Regions from separate parts of the Mus musculus genome. Here all the other regions are linked to region 1. Evidence: chromatin contacts called from public promoter capture Hi-C data. All regions are on one chromosome and are shown on one strand. Each heading gives the region's core, a stretch centred on a gene start, on an enhancer-like site or on the middle of the called end of the contact. The rest is flanking DNA. Distances are from core to core; before and after follow the strand shown. Region 1 holds the start of Kirrel (kirre like nephrin family adhesion molecule 1). Region 2 holds the start of Cd5l (CD5 antigen-like). Region 3 holds the start of Dclk2 (doublecortin-like kinase 2).

Region 1 (4,810 bases), core at 1,867-4,366:
TCTCAGGACGCCTCTTTTGAAGAAAGGTAGGTGATGAGACTCCAGGAGACTCAGCTAACTGGATGAGCGTTGGTATTAGAGAGATGAAAATGGAGAAAACCTGGGAAGCTTTACTGGGGTAGCCTGGGAAGAGGGTAAGGGACAGATCTTACTCACAGGTCTGTTAGTAGACAGAAGAGTGCAGATGCATGCTAGGGATGGGCAAGCATGCCGGGAGCAGAGCCTGGAAAACAAGAGTTTTCTCAGCCCCAGTTGCTCGCTCACATGGGGTAGCATTTGAGATTCACCTCTGCAGGCATCTGAGGACAGAATATAGCAAACAGACAGGCACAGATGAAGTTCCTCAGGTCAGGGAATTCTGGGAGTGAATTGAAACTAGTAATGCTAGATGATGCTTTGAAACATCCCCCAGAACAACCCATCCTTTCAGAGCTGTTCTGGAAAAGTCTATCAGGAGACCCTAACACATCTGGTGTTGGAGACTGTTAGGCAAAGGGGCGTAGGAATTTAGGACCTGTGATCCTGAGTAGCTTGTAGGAGTCTGGAGAGGAAAGAAAGTCTTTCAGGATGAGCTGGTGAAGTTTTGTATTTAAAGGGAGAGGAGGAGGCCAGCTAAGGCATAGGGAAGAGTCCTCTGGCTGCTGGGAGTGTTGGTCCTCCTGGCATTTTCTTTGTCTGTGTTTCAGGGTCCCCTTCTAGTGTGTACTCATTCAGAATAAAGGGGAAAGGCTGTCTCACTCCCAGAATTCCCTGACCAGAGAAACGTCATCTGTGCCCGTCTATTTGCTATGTCCTGTCCTCAAATGCCTGCAGAGGTGAATGTCAAATGCTCACAGTTAGATTGAGTGAGTGGTCCAGACGCAATCTGGAACTAGAGGGCACAGAAACACAGTCAAAACTAACCAACTAACCAATCAACCAACCAAACTAACAAACGACCCATAAGTTCATACTCAATGTCAAAGAGGACAGCTTTCCTTGACCAGTTATAGGAAAAGCTGCCCCTTTCTTCCTTCTTTATTCCTGTATTTTGTTTTGTTACCCGTAACATTAAACATAATCTAGTACGTTATACTTCCCACAGACCAATCTCCCCACCCCTCTCTTTGAGTGAACCTTTAAAAGGAAGGAACTTGTGTGTATTCAGGGTGTTATTATATAGGCTGAGTTCCTGGGTTTTTCTTGAACTTACAATTACATTTGGTTTTGTTGTTTGTGTGTTTTGTTGTTGCTGCTGTTGTTTTAAGACAGGCTTTCATTTTAGCCCTGGCTGTCCTGGATCTTCCTAAAAGGACCGGGTTGGCCTTTACTCACAGAGATAAGCCTGCCTCCTCCTTCCCAAGTACTGGGACTAAAGGTGTGAATCATGATGCCCAGCCAGTTCTCCGCCATTGTCTCCTGAGCTAGCGTTACAGACATGCACCACTATACTCGGATTCATTCATTCATTCATTCATTCATTCATTCATTCATTCATTCATTCATTCATTTATAATCTGACTGGTTTTGTGACTGGACCATATCAAGTACCAAAGCAATACCTGTTGAATGATCAGTTGATGAATAAACTAAAAACCCTAACATGTCTGAGTGCATGTGTTTGTATGGATGCTTGTCTCTGTGTGGGGTGGTATTCTTAATCTCTGGATTAGATATCCCTGTCTTAAAATTTTGGTTTTTGTCTATGCTTGCAAATATTTTTAACATAAAGAGAACTCTGAGTCATATTATGCTTTTGAATATGAACTTATGGGTCGTTTGTTAGTTTGGTTGGTTGACTGGTTAGCTGGCTAGTTTTGACTTTGTTTCTGTGCCCTCTAATTGTTCCAGATTGCGTCTGGACCACTCACTCAATCTAACTGTCAAGATTTTTTGAGGAAACTGTGCCCATCTCATATCAGCAGAGGGCACTAGAGCTGTGTGCCTTAGTTCCAAGCCTGAAGATAAAGCTATCTTGGCCAGGAGCTTTTAGGGACTCAGGAGATCTAGAATATGAGAAGGAAGAGGTGGAGGCCTCTCCAGATGGGCGTAATTGCAAAGTTGTGCAATTCCTGTGTTTCTATTATTTCTCCCACACTCAGCAGCCCAGTGAGCAGAAGGATGTATTTAGGGATTGGGAGAGGAGGTGGCTACTACACTGGGTTCTGGACTGGAGAACCCACCCGAATGCACTTCTATTTCGATTCTCCATGTCTTCACCCCAGTGCACCTCAAGTTCCTGAGTGCTTAGAGATCGATCAGTGGCTGCCTTCTGTAGCAAGCCTTCGGGGAGGCACAAGAGAAAGCCACCGAGTTCTTTGGTTTTCCCTCCGGATAGATAAATGTCTGGGGTGAACAAAGGAAGAGTTAACTGCGCCTCTTCATGGCTGCTACGGACTCCAGCGCTGAGGCGGGCCTCAATGTGGCTGGCTGAAGCCCTCAGAAGGGGCTCAAAGACAGTCAAGATTTCTCCAGCCTGAGATTTGTAGGCAAGAAGAGCTTCTCCCTCTCCAACACTCTCGAGTTAATTGAGAATTCTTAATTTAGGCATCTAGGGTTAGATTCTGGGGTTTGGGATTAAAACGAAGAAGAGATCTTAAAGCTTTTACACCCCCATCCCCCAGACGCATAAGAAGCACACCCCTCCTAACACAGTCATCCAAATTGATGAAGGTTCGTCCTCAGTCCTGGCTGCCACCCCATGCCCGGCTCAGTTACACCACTGGGGGTAAAAGTAGGTCTCGCACCAAGCACTGGTGGGCCAGGACCCAGCGGTCCTTGCTCCAGAGCCTGCGACGCCTCGTTCTCCCCACCCCTCCCCACCCCTTGCCTCTGCCCTCAATTCCTTTCTCTTTGCTCTCCTCCCATCTCGGTTCCAGCGAGCGGAGCGAGTGTGTGCGCGCGCGTTGGGGGACCAGGGGAGGGCAGTGGAGGGAGGCGCCGTCGGAGGGAGAGCAGACGTCAGGAAGAGAGGGAGGGAGCCGGGGAGGGAAGAGAGGGAGAGGGAGAGAGAGCGCGCGGCGCGGAGGTTGAGAGAGGCCCCGAGAGATAAAGCCGGAGGGCAGAAATTATTAGGGGGCGCGGGACGAGAGGAGGGGCCAGGGGAGCGAGCCGGCGGCTAGAGAGGCAAGCGAGTGTGCGCCTTGTGTGCAAGGGCGGGAGGGAGGAGAGAGAGCCAGCGGCGGCCCCGCTCGCGCCGACTGGGGCCCAGCGGCGGGCGGACAGCATGCTGAGCCTCCTCATCTGGATCCTCACTCTCTACAACACTTTCTCACAAGGTAAGCCCCAGCCGCGGGCTAGGGAGTCCAGGGAACGGGCGTGGAGTTTCCGGGAGAACACCGAGGAGTTCTTGGTGAAGCGGCCCAACTTGCTTCCTCTGGCTGCGCGGGAGAACAGAGAACTTAGGTCGCAAAAGCCGAGATCCGAGTAGAAAAGGGATCGGAGTGCTCAAAGTCTTTCCTCCAGTTCCTGGCGGTCCTTCCTCCATCCCTCCACTTCCTGGGCCCAGGGCCGGACTACTGGGTCCTGGGCAAGAGAAAGGCTGGGAGGAGATGGGATTTGATTTCAGATTTGGGGGGCGGAGTGCGTGGAAAACACAGACGCAGGCTTCCTAAGATGAGGCTGAGGGATCCTGCTACCCCAATCCAGCCTACAGTCACCTTCATCTGATGTGCGGCTGCATACTGCTTGGGGCTGCCCCTCAAAGGAAGGCTATATTCGGTCCCCCGCCCTGGAGGTTGTGGGTGGGAGATAGAAGTCTAGATACCAGGGTTGTCTGGGTTCAGGGGAAGGGGAGTTGACTGAGCCAGGCACTCACTTCGGGTCAGAAAAGTGCAGGTTTCTGAGGCTCCTTTGGAACTAGCTGGGCAGAGCTGGTAGGAAGAGTGGGAGAGAGATGAGTGCATTCAGGTACACTGGGCTGGATGCACGTGAAGGAACCAAGGGTCCAAACCCCAGCCAGGCCTGGGGTCTGCAGGAAAAGGCTTTTGCCTCCTGAGACTGACTCCAAGGAAGATTTAACACTGTCGAGCCCCTCGCCTGAACTGGAGCACAGAAATCAGACACACAGATAGCTTCCAACAGAGACATGGAGACAGACTACTCACCTAAGGAGACCCCCCCACCACCCACACACACACACACATGGAGACAGACACATACACAAAGACACTGATTGACACCTCTGAAGAAGGAAGATTCCTCTTCTAAGCTGACACACACTTGCCTAGTTATACCCTGGCATCAAACTTAAACTGTACATACATGTTTCCTACATTCAAAGGACATAGCACTCACTCACACAGAATTGCTTCCACACACCCCAGCCATGGAGCAAACAAAGAAACTTGGGGCAGACATTCTTATAGGCAGGCGCCTACAGAGATGTTACAGTCTTCAAAATGGAGGAGGTGGTCTCTCACTGGGGTGGGTGAGTGATCTGGAAAGAGAGAAGCCGCAGAATGGAAAGAGCCCCAGGCATTGGCCAGCTCTCTTCCTCTCCTGAATGGTGTGTGTGTGTGTGTGTGTGTGTGTGTGTGTGTGTGTAGGGGGTGGGGTGCTCCACTGGACCCCCCTCCCCTTTGCTAGCCCTCTCTCCTCCAGCTCGGAAGGCAAAGCTTGGCTTAGCTTAGGGGTCTCAATTCCCTTTCCCTCCCTGGAGCCTCAGGACCCTCTTAGAACATGAGAAGGCGCACATCCGCTGTGTGAGAGCAGGAGTCGAGTTAGGGGGAGGGAGAAAAGAAGGCCTGGTTTCAGGTTGGCCACTTGTCAGAAAGTTGGGAAGATAAGTTAAGTTCTGACTTTGTTCAAGCCAGGTTGCTGGAGAGGGGGA
Region 2 (5,136 bases), core at 499-2,998, 180 kb before region 1:
CTTCTTGGCCCTGGCATTCCCCTGTACTGGTGGATGCTCACAGTCATCTATAGGATGGATATACACAGGGCCCCCAATGGAGAAGCTAGAGAAAGCACCCAAGGAGCTGAAGGGGTCTGCAACCCTATAGGTGGAACAGTCTAGAGTTTTTCAAATAGCTCCAAATAGCTCAGTGACTAATTCTGAAATACTTCTTTCTATAAATAGTTTTCAGGACCTTCTAATTCTTAATCTTCATGGTGAAGCCACTCTCAGTCTGAGGCTTTGTATATTACAACTTTCTAAAACTCACTTACACTATGTATATGCATGGTGTAACTTCCCACACAGGACAGGGAAACATTAAAAGGAAAGGGAGTGTAACAAGCTGACACACAGGAGCAGAAATGACACAGTGAGTAAATGACTTGGAGCCTTCTGATGTTGACTGGAGGGATGAGGGCAGTTGTCACAGATCTGAGGACTTTCTGAAGGAAATGAGACTTCAGGTGAGACCTTGAAGGCTCAACAGTAATCCACAAGAGGCAAGGCTAGTGTTGGTTTCTGCATGGTTGTAGAGATGTTTAAGATGTGGTAAAGACCCTTCATCAGACATATATGTCTGAAGCGGAAAGAACAGTGTAGGCTTTAGTGATGCTTTCAGTAATCAAGATACTAAAAATGGATGACACTTATAGGGTAGCAGATCAGCAGACATCACTGGCTATCACATATTAATCACATTATTAAAAGGCTTCTAGAAGGGCATGAACTTGTAGTCCTAGTACTGGATAGACAGAGGAGGGAGACTCCCCAGTGCTCATCGGCCAACCAACCTAGACTGATTGGCCAACTCGGGCCAATGGAATGGTCTCAAAATAAGGTTAACCAGCAACCCAAGTTTTCCCTCTGTTATACACACAAACACACAGACAACATACAAAATCCTTTTTAAAACTTTTTAGGATTTTAACTTCATCTTTACTTTAGAGAGCAAAACTTCAGTGAAGTATGGTAACCTAGAAATTCAGTTAAGAGCCATGACTAAAAATACATGTTTCTTTGCAATTCAAAACTCTAGATTATCCAGTATCTAGACTGACCTTGGGAAAATTAGAGAACCCTGTGAATCATTTCCAGAGGATGCTAGATTAATAGACTAATGAGAGATGGTTATTTTGCAACTCTACTTTCTTTCTTTCAATAAAGACTTTTAAAAAGATAGGGAAAGGATGTTGTCAAAGTCTTATTACAAGAAACAAAATACTCTCAAGGGGTAACTGTGAGCTAGCCAAGCAGATCCCCTGAGAGATGTCCTTTCTCTCCTTGCTCTACCTCACTTCTACCCAACATCCAGTCATTTTTTTAATTGTACATGTGTGTCAAAGGAAAATTTGTGTAGATATAAGGAAATAGACAGAAATCTGACAATCAAGGCAAACTCCAAATATGGCTTTAGGGGGCTTTCTAAGGTTTAGAATAAGTTACCATATATAGAAAACTGCTTTTGAAAGATGCCTGAATCAGGATTGGAGAATATCCTCCTAGTAACATCTCCAGAAAGCCCCAGACACTTGCCTCCTCTGTGACAAGATTAGCCACAGAAGCAGGGACACTCACCCAGCATCAAGTTGAACAATGGAGCCATGGCCCAGGCAGCTGACGATGGAGTGGTGAGACAGGCTGTAGGCCTCAGGCAGTGGTATTTGGTTTGAACACTAGAATAAGGAAGAGAGGCAGGTCCTGTGTGCAGTAGGAGCTTTATCAAATGACCAAAGGCCCAGGGGGTGGGACTGATAGAGCCAGATGTGCTGAGTTCAGCATGGCCAGAGGAAGGGAGGTGACTGAGTGGCCAAGATCCTGAAAAAATGTGGGTGGAGGGAGGCTTTCTTATCATGATTTCATCATACTGAAAGCCTAACTCAACCTGTCTCTGCTTTAGTTTCTGCTCTATGTTAATGAAGAAACAGTCTTCCTAAGGGAAGGTAGATACCCCAGTACAGTCCTCTTTCATTAGAAGCCTAGACCATATTTAGCCTCCATTGAGGGTCTGTGGGGCAATGACTTGACTTCCAAATGTAAGTCACGATTGTGGCATCTATCTCTGTTTTTAGGGATGGCTTTCCTACCTTCAACCAGCTTCCCGAGTGCTGGTCAGAAGCCTAACACATAGTCTGCTTGCTCTCCTAGGGTTTGCTAGTTGTACCCATCTTTGCAACTTGGATGGCCACAAATCCCTGTGGTGAGGGACAGACATCCTTCACTAAACTCAGGTGTTCTTCCAGTCTAAATTATGTTAAAAAACAAATTGAGCCGCATATCCATCAGGATGCTCAGCCCTCTCAAGTCCTCCATTATTAAGCACACCTGCCCTTCAAGAGCTAATTTAGTGGCACATAAAGCTTCAAGCATGGATATAACCTTGGCTCTTTCTAGCAAAGTAAGCTTTCCCCGATGGTGGCATAGCTTAGATTACTTAGCGTGAAACTTGGTTTACCATGGGGTTTAGTTTTAGTCCTTTATCTCTTTGTTTACTTATTTAAAAAAATAGTAAAAGAAGATAATAGTGTCAGTCAGTTCAGAATGGGAAGCCGACACATAATTCAGGGTTTCCTTTGGATGGAAAGTTTATTAAAAAGAGAAGATGCTAAGACCACGAAGGGGCCTTGAGGTGGAAGGGAGAACATTCGAAACAATCATATGAGGATCTAAACTTGATGGAACCTTACAGTGAAGGAGAGGTTTCCCTTTAAAACTTGGAGAAGTTCCATTATGAGTGAGATTGGGGGTGGGGGAGCGGGGCGGGGTTGAGACACTGACAGGGCATGGTGGGAGGAGGCAAAAGGAGCCTGCACAATACCTCTATGAGAAACTCCTTGTGAGGAGGCTCAGGCCCACCCCAAGAACAAAGGAAAGGTCTATCATTCTATAGCCTCTGAGGAGTAGCAGGAAGTCCTACATCACATGAGTTAGTTCATCACAGCAGAGGTGACAAAGGGCATGGAAAGCTGTCAAGTCACAGAACACACTGTTTCTTAACCCTGTCCCAGAGAAAGCTGCATGGCGTTACATGATACAGGCTTTGGGGTCTGGTCTAAAGGTGCAGGCCCATGTTCTAACAATCGTTTTCTCCAAAAACAGTTTTCAGCAGCCTTGAATCTCCAGAGGATGTGTTGAAGGAAGAGAGTGACCAGGGCTGGCTTGGAACCCCAAAAGAATAAGTCATAAAATCTGCTGTAAGACAGGGGAATGGAAGAATTTTGAGGACACAATGTAGGAAGTGACTACGTCTGCCTGAGGTGGTGACCAGGGGCTAAGAACTGAGAGTAGCAGAGCTTGGTAGGGCACAAGCCAACAAAAGCACAATTGTCCATTTATCAACAGCAGATGGGTGCCTGGGAGGGCAAAAAGGCAGGAGTTGGTGTGCTAGGGCCATGGGATACATTGTAACTAAAATGCTCTGTGTTCTCCTCAATCCTTCCAGACCCTGACACAAACAACAGAATTTATCCTTGAAAAATAAAAGTCTTAATCTCAGCCTGTGGGCAAAAAGCATCCTGGAGAACACAGACTTGTGATTCAGGAATATATTTCACATAAGAAATTGAGGGGGGGGAAGACAAAATATTTTCCCAATAAAATATTTTATTAGCTCGATCAAGAAGATAAAGAAAGGAAATCAAGCTCGTCAGTCAGCAGGGACATTATTTCACAGGACAGAAGCAGCTACTAATGGTATGGTGTATCTGTTGTGGATTGTCCTCAAGCAGAAAGACTCCTAATGAGTGTAGCCAGAATTACCCGAAAGGCCCTGGACAAGCTCTGCCTGTGTACATTCCCTGAGAGGAGGTGAGAGTGGGCAGGTCCTTAGAGCCTCACCTGAGATGACAGCTAGGACTTCCTCCTGTGTTCCCACCCCAGTGGGGACACCCCACAACTGGAAATGGTCTCAGCAGGTTGTAGTTTTTATAGGAGGTGAAACATTCACTGAAAGGAGGAGAGACTCCATCCACAGAGCTGCCGAGATGTGGACATCATGCTGGAGTACGACTTTGCAGTGACAGAGCTATTTGGGGGTCACCCATGCTCCTGTGGGCAAGCCAAGTAAGCTCATTGCTTCAGTGGGCTGGATTGGATGTTACTTCGATCTGTGGGCTAGTGCCCTAACTGGGGTGAATAGACATTAGTTCTTGTCACTCCAGGAAAAATTCCCACAATGGCATTTCAGAGTTTGTGTTCTGGTTTCAGCCAGGAAGAATCAGAAGGGAAGAAGACCACTCCTGGGTCTTGGAGACCTGTTACTAGAACACGGCATGGAGCTGTGGCCTGGGCTAGCATTCCAGAGGCTGAAATGGGAGTACAAGTCTAAGTCCAGTTTGTCTCAGAGAGAGACAGGGACAGACAGACAGACACACAGACAGATAGACACAGAGAGCAGACACACACAGAGAGACAGCAAGAGTGTTCACAAGCACACTGGACCACTGACCTAGTCCAAAGAGAAAAGAATGTGAGCAGAAAGTTCAGTGTTTGGGTTAGAGGCCAAAATGGGTAAAGTGTTTATCTTAAGTCTGGAAGGCCACGTTAGACTGCGAGCTTGTAGAAAGCTGTAAAGGTCTGAAATTACTTTATTTTAAATGTTTATTATTCTTTTATGAGTCTGAGTGTTTGGCAGCATTTGTGTGTGTGTACCACATGTGTACCTTGGAGGCAAAAGAGGATACTGGATTTTCAGGAACTAAAGTTACAGATGATTTTTGAGCCTCCTTGGGGGTGCTGGAAACGGAACCTGGGTCCTCTGCAAGAGAAGCAATTGTCCTTAACTGCTAACCAAACTTCTGGTTTATTTTAGTTTTAATTTTTATTTTTAGACTGTATTATTTTTAGACTTTTTATTTTAGAGTGTCTCACTCTACAGTCAGGCTAGCTTGGAGCTCACAGTGTAGCTGAGGCTGGCCTTCCTTAGACTCATGATAATTCTCCTGACTCAGCCTTTCGAGTGCTGGGATTACAGATGGGCATTACTACATTTGGCTAGAGAAAATTTTTTATACTTCTGAGATAAAAAAAACACCCAAAGAGAAAATAGGCTGTCTGTGTGCGCATGAGAGGGGTTGTCTATGACCACTCTTGTCCATACCACAGTCAAGTAGCCTA
Region 3 (4,871 bases), core at 1,218-3,717, 250 kb after region 1:
CACTGGGATTTATAATCATTAAAGCTTATGAAATAAAAAAAATGTGCTTCGTTTCAAAAAGCTCAAGTCTACAGTTCTCAGGGCCCCCCACTAGAAACTGTTACCTCATTGTTCTAACTTCTGGGAGAAGAAGCACTTGGTGCACAGTGAACAGAAACGAAGACATGAGACAGCAGATTGCCAAAGTGCTTGCAGCCTAAAAGGTCCGTAGGCATCTTTTATGTAATAAGTAATGGAATGGCTGGAAAACTGCCTTGAAGATCGAAGCTCAGGGCCAAAAAATTGAAGACATGTCAAGGCCTTTGAGAAAAAGAGTAACAAAGTAAAACCGGGAAATAGTCAAGACAAGTTTTTTGTTTGTTTGTTTTTAAATATAAAACCACTTAGTGGAGAATTTAATGAAGTTTTATTTAAACAGATTATACCACTTGAAGGTTTGCATTCTCTTCCCTGGGCAGTGTAGACTGGGGAGAGGTACTAAGCAGAGTGCCGAAGTCTGGTCTCAAAAGCATTGCCAGCCTGGGTGGCCTGAGGGAAGAGTGTGGGATGCAAACACCAGCCCTTTATTTCTCTGTCATGTTGAGCTTTCTACAAGAAGCGTTTACCAGATCCTTGCTGCAGATTGCCAGTGAAGTTTTTATACTTACTGGATAGTCTACGACTATTTAAAAAAATGTGTAATCAGAGCAGAAAGGGGTTATTTTTGTTTTGTTTTTGTTTTGTTTTTTCGAGACAGGGTTTCTCTGTATAGCCCTGGCTGTCCTGGAGCTCACTTTGTAGACCAGGCTGGCCTCGAACTCAGAAATCCGCCTGCCTCTGCCTCCCGAGTGCTGGGATTAAAGGCGTGTGCCACCACGCCCGGCTGAAAGGGGTTATTTTAATGTGTGAACGAGGGAATGTTTTGAGATTTAATTCCTTCTTGAATTGCCAATAGATGAGAAATGAAGTATTTTCCCCCGATTTTTTATTCAAGTAAATGTTAGGGTTAAGGGGAGTTATAGAACGGTAATTCACAGCCGAGAGAGAGAGAGGTCAAGGTTGGCTTCCAGAAGGTGACTTATTTGCCTGTGGCCATCCTGTCTTCATAAAGCCACCTTAAACTAGATCTCAGTCCAGGAGAGACCCAAACAGTCTCCAGACAGGTGAACAGCTAGCAGGTCAGACAGGGTTTCTGAGATGCAGGGAATATCCCAGCGAGGGAAATACATGCCAGTTCTAAACATCTCACTGTAGACATTCTGCACTTGCACGAAAGAGGAAAACGTGTTACGGTTCTATAAACTTTAAACCATAAAGCAACCCAGATTAATTAGTAGTTGCCTCCTTGAAGCCTGCCTTCTCCCAGTTCATTTGCATTAGAAATAGAATTCAGGAACAATTTTTTTCCTCACAAAAGTTTTTAGATTTATTTACTGTGTTGTCTTGGCATGGCATGCATGCAGGGGTCAGAGGATAAACTACAGGAGTCTATGCTTCCCTTCCACCACGTGGGATCTGGCGATGATTGGCAGTTCTATGAGTCACCTGACCTACTGAGTCATCTTGGATGCCCATGGAACTTTTTTTTTTTTTGCCCCTCTATCTCCATCCGTTCTCATGTTTTGGCCAACTAGGTCTATGAGGAAGGATTTGCTTCACGGTGCTCATGGTTGTGTTTCTACCCACTCCTATTTTATGCTGTTCCAGTCGATCACAAGCAAAGCGTTTTTTGTCGCCCTACCTTCAAGGACAGTTTGGAGCTGTTTAGGGCTGCTGAAGAACCGGGTGCCGAATCATTAATTTCATGTGTCAGGTTGGGGCCAAATGCCTTTGAGCTTCATCACCAAAGTGAAATAACGGACGTTTCAAAAATTTCTTGAAACATGTCTATTGTGGGCCAGATATCCACTTAAGAAGAGGTTTTCTTGCATGATGGGTGTTTGTCAGTCCACTTCTGTGAGCAGCTCAGAATGAACACGTGAGCGCGGGTAAATTCACAGAGGTTCTGTTCTCTGCTCGCGCATCCCCAGTGATGGGATTAATGCCCGGCAAATGGCAAGCTCTCCACAAATACTTGATTCAATGAAACCAATAACTTGTAGTCATGTATTCATTCAAAGTTACTGGAACTACTGTGTTATCGAATCTGCAGTAGAAAGTGTGAAGGATTTTTTTTTTCTGCCTAAAGGATTTTTTATTTAAACAATAAATCAGACGTTTATAAAAAACTAATATTGCATCCAAACCTAGTGCTATGTTTTGTATTTCTGCTCTAGGTTGGCCTCGGTTTTTCCCCAGGAGGCAGGATAAGGATGTGCTTGCTGCCCTTGAGTCTCCTTCCTTTGTAGGCTTTTTTTTTTTTTCTTTTGCCTAGCGCGGTTGCGCTAGCCCCCGCGCTTGTGGAGCGCGCAGCGCGGTCACGCCCGGGAGCGCGCAGCTCCGGTAGCCCGGCGGGCGGGCGGGGCCTCCTTGGACCGTAGAGCCGCTCCTCGCGCGGCGCCGCCCTCTTCCTCACCATCTCCCTCTCGGTGTGGTTTGTGGTGTCCCTGAAGGGACAGAGGGTGTCCTCCGGGGTCCAGGCCCTGACAGGCGGCCGAGAGCGCGGATGCCCGTGGGCGTGCGTGCGTGGGAGGCGGCTGCACTCTTCCCGCAGGGGCCCAGCGCCTCTAGAGGATCCCCGGCCAGGGACGCGCACCGGCCGTGGACTGGGCCTGGGCGCGCGCGACGCGGCGGCGGGAACCCGGGACCCCAGGCCGCGCCGGGCAGCCCCGAGGCGCCTCGCCCACGCTCGCGCCCCTCCCCCCTCCGCTTCCTTCCTCCACTCAGCGCGCCCGAGAGCGCAGGCCGGATGCGAACCCGGGCCAGCCTAGGGTCGTTCAACTTGGCGGCTCCCGGCCTGCTGCCCGCGCGCTACTTGTGAGGCGTGGCCCGGCGAAGGAGGCGCTTGGGGGGCGTGGGGCTCCTCAGCTGGCGGCGGCGACCGAGGGCGCGCGGGACAATGAGCTGGGCTGCTGCGCGCTGCGGCCGCCTTTAGCTGGCTGAGCGGCTCCACCTGCGAGCATGGCCCGAATGCCCGCGCCAGGTGTCCCGCTGCTTTAAGACGGGACGGAGCGCCTAGATCGCGGCGCGCTGCGGCCGGGGCGGTTGGGACGTCCTTTTATTAATTAATTAATTTGTGGAGAGCTCTCCCGAGCAGCCGCGATGGCCAGCACAAGGAGCATTGAGCTGGAACATTTTGAAGAACGGGACAAAAGGCCGCGGCCAGGGTCACGGAGAGGGGCTCCCAGCTCCTCCGGGGGCAGCAGCATCTCTGGCCCCAAGGGCAACGGGCTCATCCCCAGCCCGGCGCACAGTGCTCACTGCAGCTTCTACCGCACGCGGACCTTGCAGGCCCTCAGCTCGGAGAAGAAGGCCAAGAAGGCGCGGTTCTACCGGAATGGGGACCGCTATTTCAAAGGCCTGGTCTTTGCCATCTCCAACGACCGTTTCCGTTCCTTCGATGCGCTCCTCATAGAGCTCACCCGCTCACTGTCTGACAATGTGAACCTGCCCCAGGGCGTCCGCACCATCTACACCATAGACGGCAGCCGGAAGGTCACCAGCCTGGACGAGCTGCTGGAAGGTAAATAGGAGGGGCGGGCGCGGCGCGGCAGGTGCGGCCCCGTGCACAGCGGCAGGTGCAGTGGCTGCGGCCAGCGCGCTTCCCCGCCCTGCGCTGGGGCAGCCTGCCGGGCGCTTGCTTTCTAGGCAGCCACGGGAACTGTCTGCTCCTCGGTCGTTTGTGTTGGGTTGGGGTGCACCCATTATCTCCTTCCCAAGAGATTGGCCTTCTAAAAACGGAAGAAAATTCTAATGATCAGAGACAAATACAAACAATGATGGCTGTAAAATTAGCCAACTTATTTTTGCTGGAAGGGCAAACTGTTTGAAAGCGTGTTTCTCCAGTGAGGCGCTGGGTAACCTTTGGTAGAGGCCAGTGCAGTACCTGTGCTGTTCCTGTGTTTGGGATCCCATTGTACCTTCTGTGCACAGCTAGCTCGTTCTGACTCGTTCTAGGTTGGCTTTTCTGGTTTCATGTGTGGCACAAGGCACTGGAGATCAAGAGAGGCAAGCCAGCACAGAAAAAGTCTCACTCAGCCTGTCTTCACTTTGGACCGTGCTGGGCACTTTTTAAAATATCGGACCCGGCCCCACCCCTTAGATATTCTGATGTGCTTGGTTTAGGGTATGACTTGGGCGTTTAGAGTTTTGAAAGTTCCTCAGATGATTTCAGTGTAGCCAAAATGGAAAGCCACCTTGTTTAAAGGATTTTCCACATTTGGTTGGCAACGAGGTGAATCAAGGTGAGTCTCTCTGTCTTCTCCATGAAGAGAGTAACAGTAAGAATGGTAGGGTCTTGGGACCCAGCAGCAAAGGCCTGTTAGAAATTAGGAATCCTGGCACACCAACCATGCATCAATCAGAGGGACTTCGTGCCAATAGGTTTGGTCATTCTAGAGTTCTTGCAGTATTTTTCATTTTTGCTTTTAGTAAGGAAAGGGTGGCTGGTAGTTAAAGAACCCAATTTTTAGTTCCAAACACCCCAAAAGATCAGGCAGATATCTCAGTGTGTACTGAGGGAGTGTTTACATATAATTAGCTCTCAGGCATCGTTCTTAATGCAGATAGTACATTCCGTGTAGCCATAGCCACATGAGCTTGTCAGAGGTGGAAACTGATCCCCGAACTAAGCTGCTTTCTTATTTCAGCATGAGCTTATGTCTAAAGGCATTTTCTCCCTTTCACAGATGAGGAAACTTAAGCAGCAGGGTTACTATTTTCTAATAGGCCTCACTTCTGAAAAAAAAAAAAAAAGTTAGCCATTCTGACAAGTCCCTAAAGTGGCTGAGTTT

The links. Promoter capture Hi-C pulls out the DNA fragments that hold promoters and counts their contacts. Capture Hi-C pulls out chosen DNA fragments and counts their contacts.
Region 2: a promoter capture Hi-C map of hippocampal neurons shows a contact between it and region 1, with 2.4 times the contacts expected there. The contact joins the promoter of Cd5l here to the promoter of Kirrel in region 1. A contact is called at or near these places in 2 of 39 promoter capture datasets (hippocampal neurons and liver) and 1 of 115 datasets of contacts at active chromatin or transcription factors (embryonic stem cells).
Region 3: a contact with region 1 is called in a promoter capture Hi-C map of pancreatic islet. The contact joins the promoter of Dclk2 here to the promoter of Kirrel in region 1. A contact is called at or near these places in 3 of 484 Hi-C or Micro-C datasets (embryonic fibroblasts and embryonic stem cells) and 2 of 9 other capture datasets (liver and pancreatic islet).

The regions. Positions count from the first base shown.
Region 1 is chr3:87,172,843-87,177,652 of GRCm38.p6, reverse strand. It overlaps Kirrel (kirre like nephrin family adhesion molecule 1), which reads left to right and starts at 3,116. Exons shown (of 16, transcript NM_001170985.2): 1 at 3,116-3,257.
Region 2 is chr3:87,354,493-87,359,628 of GRCm38.p6, reverse strand. Cd5l (CD5 antigen-like) reads right to left here and starts at 1,748. Exons shown (of 6, transcript NM_009690.2): 1 at 1,600-1,748. The coding sequence starts at 1,627.
Region 3 is chr3:86,918,480-86,923,350 of GRCm38.p6, reverse strand. Dclk2 (doublecortin-like kinase 2) reads left to right here and starts at 2,467. Exons shown (of 16, transcript NM_027539.5): 1 at 2,467-3,601. The coding sequence starts at 3,181.